Linked DNA regions of Anas platyrhynchos: region 2 is linked to region 1. A link is a contact called in public Hi-C data. All regions are on one chromosome and are shown on one strand. Each heading gives the region's core, a stretch centred on a gene start, on an enhancer-like site or on the middle of the called end of the contact. The rest is flanking DNA. Distances are from core to core; before and after follow the strand shown.

The links. A called contact is a pair of places that touch in the nucleus more often than the background predicts.
Region 2: a contact with region 1 is called in a Hi-C map of subcutaneous adipose tissue, with 1.6 times the contacts expected there. The contact joins two enhancer-like sites. A contact is called at or near these places in 2 of 8 Hi-C or Micro-C datasets (skeletal muscle and subcutaneous adipose tissue).

The regions. Positions count from the first base shown.
Region 1 is chr7:16,105,662-16,108,372 of IASCAAS_PekinDuck_T2T, reverse strand. KALRN (kalirin RhoGEF kinase) reads right to left here. Exons shown (of 64, transcript XM_072040795.1): 6 at 1,688-1,802. Among named protein-coding and RNA genes, the nearest start is that of KALRN, 170 kb to the right of the region's middle. Within about 2 kb of position 1,427, at least 1 of the 8 cell types and tissues checked has an H3K27ac peak or open chromatin away from gene starts, as enhancers often do. A contact at or near this core is called in subcutaneous adipose tissue, where this site is marked.
Region 2 is chr7:16,147,026-16,150,093 of IASCAAS_PekinDuck_T2T, reverse strand. All of the region lies in intron 8 of KALRN (kalirin RhoGEF kinase), which reads right to left. Among named protein-coding and RNA genes, the nearest start is that of KALRN, 210 kb to the right of the region's middle. Within about 2 kb of position 1,778, at least 1 of the 8 cell types and tissues checked has an H3K27ac peak or open chromatin away from gene starts, as enhancers often do. A contact at or near this core is called in subcutaneous adipose tissue, where this site is marked.

The DNA.
Region 1 (2,711 bases), core at 178-2,677:
TTAGCTCCTTCAGCATGTACCTCTGCTCCCCAACTTCACCATCACTAGAGAAAAATCATTGCTGGACTGATTCACAGTGAGGCAACCAAAAGCAGCATCAAAGACTAAGCTAATCTTTTCAGTTGTGTGAGAGTGGAGAACACAATGAGTGGATCTTGTTATTACAGCCATGCAAGAAGAGGAATTAATAGAAAAGTTTGACATATTAGAAGGTCATTTTAACTGTGCAATTGCTTGCAACCCCTATCTCCGAGGGAAAAGAGGCAATGTCATATCTTTGTACTTGCAACCATGCAAAGGATAATAAAATACAAAGGAGCAGTTTCATTACTGGAGCAGCTGGAGGGGAATTGCCAAGCCCTGGGACACGAACTCCCAGGGAGTGACCTACTGCTCTCCCAACTCCAAAGCATGTCCATAATCTCCCTCACGATGTTGTTGAAAATAGAATTGGCTAGAGGAAAAGAGAGGGAAAAAGAGCAAAAGGAAAAGCAAACCAATTCAACTTATAAATAAAAGCTTGATGAGCAAAAGTCTAGTGCAGCAAAAAAATGCATCACCTGAGACCGTGTGAAATCCTGTCAATATGAAATGAACACTGGCAGATCTGGTACATGTGGTTTCTTTTTCCCTTAACTCTGCAATCTCCCAACAGCCTTCACTTTCTTTCCGTAGCAAAAGCGGGAACTTTGATTTCTGTACATCATACGTTTAAGGAACTGAGAGTACTCCTGAGACACTTACCTTCTTATATCCAGCTACAACCAGCCCTCCATTTTGAGATGTTAACTTTTCACTTTACAATAATATAAGCACTGTTGAAAGGGTTTTATCCCTGGTTTTAAAAAATAAGGAATTCCTGGGGGTGGCACAGGGTCCATCACTGAAACCCTGAGCAACCCCTCTCAGCCCCTCACTCACCCAGGGGTATCCACACCTCAACGCCCGGTATGGTGGTTATCAGGTAAGGACAGTGGACAGGCTTGAAAACAGGAAAGGAAGCTGGATGAGGGTGTGCATAGCCTAGTACTCTCTGAGGCATTAAACACTGGCCTAGAAATACCTACCTGGGCACTAAGCCCGACAAACCGTCTCCTGAATCTTGCTAAGATAAATATGCATTGGCAATAGAGATACATATGCACTGGCAATAGATCCATCTTCCAGCATCCCCGGGAAAGGAATGGGGACCTGCACATTGAAGGAGGGACATGAGGACTAATGCTTGGAAAGACACCTTCTAACAGAGCTGGCTTGCATGTAGAGCCATTTAAAGCGCCTCTCTTTGCAAACAGCCCCTTTCGTCCACCCACTTTCCTTCCTGAGCCTGGATAAAGCTCAGGGAAGTGCCAGCACCTCCAGCTACTCTCCTTTTCCACGCCTCTAGGAGAGCTGCACAGAAACATCGGAAATGAGAGCAGCTCCTTGCTGCTGTCACGAGCTGGGTTTGCAAGCCTGAGGCTCAGGTTTGCGAACACTGCCTCTGCTCTTGGGGACTTCTGCATTGCTGCTTGTATGATAAAAACCATCAGAACATACGCAGGAGGAGGAAGGGAACACTTTTGTTTCTCTGTCCCAAGAACTGAAGGTACTAAAGGTTAATACTTGGAAATCAGCAACTGCCAAGAACAAGTTCCCCACCCATCCATCCACACTGAGCTTTGAAGTGTTTTCTTTCTAGCTTTACCTTGGCACGCTGGCCAAATAAGTCACAAGTTTCCGAAGGTCTTCCTGCCTTATTCTGTCATGATTGCTGCGGGCTGGGAAGGTCAAGACAGGACCACCTCGTTTATCACGGCCACCTGCGGAAAATAGAGGATTGTTAGAAAATCAGGCAGGAAGCACACGTCAAAAAAACTATGTGCACTGAATTGATAAACATAAATTAAGGCACATTCAAGAGCCTGCGCACTCTTTGTAGCTTTCAGGCTTGCTTAATTGAGGAAGACGTGCTTGCATTTGTTAGAGCGCCAAGGAAGAAAAAGGAAGAAAAAATCAACACACCAACCACAAGGAAATTTGCTACTAGCTTTTCTTCTGGCTTTCACGTAATCCCATAAAATCCAGTATGACTGGTCAACAGCAAGAAAGTGAAAATATTTCTGTTACTCAATGAACTGCATCCTTCATTACCAGGCAGTTTATAAAGTCCTACCAGTTGGATGCAGCGCACCCCTGCCACATTTATGCAGTCAGACATACTAATCTATCTGGCAACTCATTAGAGACTGAAGTTCTGATTAGAAGTTTGTGCCTGTGTTTTCTATTTAGAGAGTGTTGTCAGCATTTGGAGTTTTTTTTTTCTCCTGCAGCTTTCCTGTCTTAAAATCCACTCCTTTTAAACTGCCAGTGTCTGGCACTTAATGCTTTACAGCAATTTTCAAAAGAGCCACAAAGGAGTGGTTCTACCCTGAATTATACAATCACAAACATAGGGGTGAATACAACCTATTCTACTGCACCTCATTTGTTTCTCTGCTGTGAATAAAGTTTAATAAGCTTGTAACAGAAATCTAGTTCCTCATGCAATGTTTAGTCCTTCCTTCATGTATTATCACTGGATTTTTTCAGGAACTGTGTGTTGTCAGATACATGTTGGCATTGTTATCTAGGAAAAAAATCATATCAAAAATACAGTCCAAAAAGCTAGCACAGAACTGCACCTTGCCAATAAGTTGTAAAAAAAAGCAGATCGATATTCACTTTTTAGT
Region 2 (3,068 bases), core at 529-3,028, 41 kb before region 1:
ACCAGGCCTTGCTGCCGCTGCTCCAGCTCCCCAGTTTTCAGAGGACTGCCGTAGGGCCTACCTCAGTGAAGAGGTTTGCTGCTGAAAAGATTTAAATCCAGCTCAGTCCAAATCACAAGGATTGTGAAAGCTAATTTGGTGAGGAGCGGGGGTTTCTAACGATGGTGCTTGCCTATGCTGCCGAACAACAGGCACCAACAAGGGTCTGCACAGTGGGACAGCAGGAGGAGGCCATGAGCCACCCCAGTGGGGAAAACCACCACATGCCAGAACCCAACCATCACACCAAAATGCCCGTCAGCCAGAGGGGCACCCAGATACAGCATTTGGGGAAGAAAAAGGAAGTAGCTGAGGACTGAAGACATTCTCAGTGGTGGGGTGGGGTGGGGTGGGGTGGAGGGGCTCCATGGCAGAGACACTGCTGAGGGACCAGAGGTGACCCACACTGGGACAGGGACACTAAGGAACACAGCATCAGGAAAATGTTAAGAATTGGAGAGTAGCTGTAACATTGGCAGAAAAAAACTCATGCAAACATTATCCCTGACTTCCTCCACTGCCTGTCTCCCCGCCAGAAGTATTTTGATGGACTGACTATAAACCATGACAAAAATAGGGGAAATTGAGACTGTTTCATTGTGTCCTATTTTTGCTTTTCATCACCATTACCAAGATCAGACATGTGTGTTGATTAGCAATGAACTAAGCAAAAATTCTCAACTTGAGACTGTTTTGCTTGCAACACCTTTTCAGTGCCTGTGTTAGAAGTAAGACATTGAAGATTTTGGCAATACATGAAGGCTCAAGAAAACATTTCTTTTTTTTTTTTTTTCCATAATGCATATGGTATGCAAGAAGAAAAGCCAGAGCATCTTAGTCTATAGTGACACTGATACTGGAAATCAACCACCGACTGTGCTCCTGGCTTCACCTCTTCAGCCACCACCAGTTCCTGAGGAGGCAACCTCTTGACTGCATACCCACCATCGTGTGTCCCTATAAATAGTTATGAAGTCTAATTTAAGATATACTTTTAAGAACCTAAACTTTGCCAAGTATGGGCCATTTAAAGCATTTCATCCAGGCAAGGAAGATGTTCGTTTAGGAATAATCACATAGATACCTCTGAAAGATGCTGCAGAATAGGTCTGTTAACCTCATGCACAGTATAATTGCATTATTTCCTGACACCTAGGCTTTTAGCACCTAACCTTCTTGAGGATCAAAGCAATTAAAAAAAACAAAACAAAAAAAACCTGCTTTCTTCTCTTTCTATATGTGTAGGCTTCCTTGCCCTTTAGAGCATTTGGGTCTCCTTGCCTTCATTAGTTAAAGCAGAACTTCTTGGTTATAATATCCTATATTTGTACCTAAAAATGAGTTTTAGGTCTGTATTCAGATGCCAAAACACTTTATCTTGCCATACTGATCAGGGGAGCATTCCTGTGCCTCCCAGTGGTGCCAAGTTGGAGAAGCTGAAACAGCTTCAAAATGCTCTATATCAAAATTGGCAACAGAAATAAAGAGGAAATTTGTGCAAATGCAAAAATATTCTATCAGAACATACTGCCTTCAATTATTTTTGGATCCATTCTAATGTTCATGGAGGAAGCAAGAGGAATAGTAACTGCATATCCAATGTCGGCAGCAGGAAACTACAAATAGTACAGCACACCATGTTCCAGTTCCAATAACGGCAGGCTTCAGAGCTGTTTCCTTACAGTTAGGCGCGGACGGACTGCAAGGTGATTGCTGCCAGAGTTAGGAAACAAAGCAGGAACTACGCCATCACTCAGCTAATGTTCTGCCCTCTTACTCTGAAAGGTCACAGCCGTGTTGGATGATCCAGTGCAAGCTGGATAGTAAGTGCTGTAGAGCGCTAAACTATGTTATAGGGCACACTTAGCATGAAGGAAATGCGCAGGTCTTCCTCATCCCTAGCTATAGCAATGGGGCAAGGAGTTGTTATTGTTTTTACACACCCATCAAAAAGATCAGGTTCATTTCTAAGTGCTGTGGAGGCAACATATTTAGCTGCCTGAAAAAAAAATAAAAAATATGCAGATTTGGCAGCACAGGGCAGGATGAATCGATACAGAAAGATGGAAAGCACTGAGATATCTATTTTGCACATCAGATCAGGACTCCTACTTCAGGACAGACTTCCCTTGTGACAGGAGGAAAGGCAATTAACCCCTGTGGTTTTTAATTCCCCATTTTTTGCTTTGAACCTTCCATTCTTTGTACTTTTATTTTGCTGCTCCAAAGCTGATCCAGCTCAACAGCAATCAGTCTCTGGCAGATGATTGCTCCTCTTGATGGACAGCTGTCCATATCTACAAAATCAGCACTGCAGATGGAATTCAGAAAATTCTAATGTGCTTTGCTTATGGAGTCTGAACGCAGGTCCAGTTGTGGAAGTGTTATGGAAGGAAGTTTGTATCCTCTGATCTGTCAAACCAACTATAGACTCACTGCAGCAGAAACAGAAATATCAACAGTGGACTCCAAAAGGAGTCCTGTCACTTCCTCCAAAGAGAAACAAATGATGGTTGTAACATGGTAGGTGACATTCACCACTAGAAAAACATCCACTGGAAAGATTTTTGACGCGTATTTATCCAATTACCTCGACTGCTCTGCTCAGCAGGCAAGGCAATCCCACACTTCCTCAAACCAGATGGCAAAAATGGGTTTGTAGAAGCTTTCTGTTGTAGGAGCTACACAAAGCAATTGGCACGTACTTGTGGATTTATCCTGTTATTAGCTTTGTCCCTAAACCTTCTACTGGTGGATGGAAGGGTAGAAAAGCAAATGTTCATAGTGCAATTGGTACGCAGAGGAAGACCCCCTGTGGCCTTGCCTGATAAAAAAGAAAATAGCAGGATAGAAGCTTGACACTGAAAAATCCAGAAGCTCCTTTGGTACATCACTAATAAAGAAGATATTTTGATTTTACAATCTAATTAGCAGAAATGAGCTCTGTTTGTGCTTTGAGGGAAGTTAAAATCTCCTATAATGATCTCTTGATCTTGCAAAATCTGTTCTTTCCTACAAATACCAAGAAC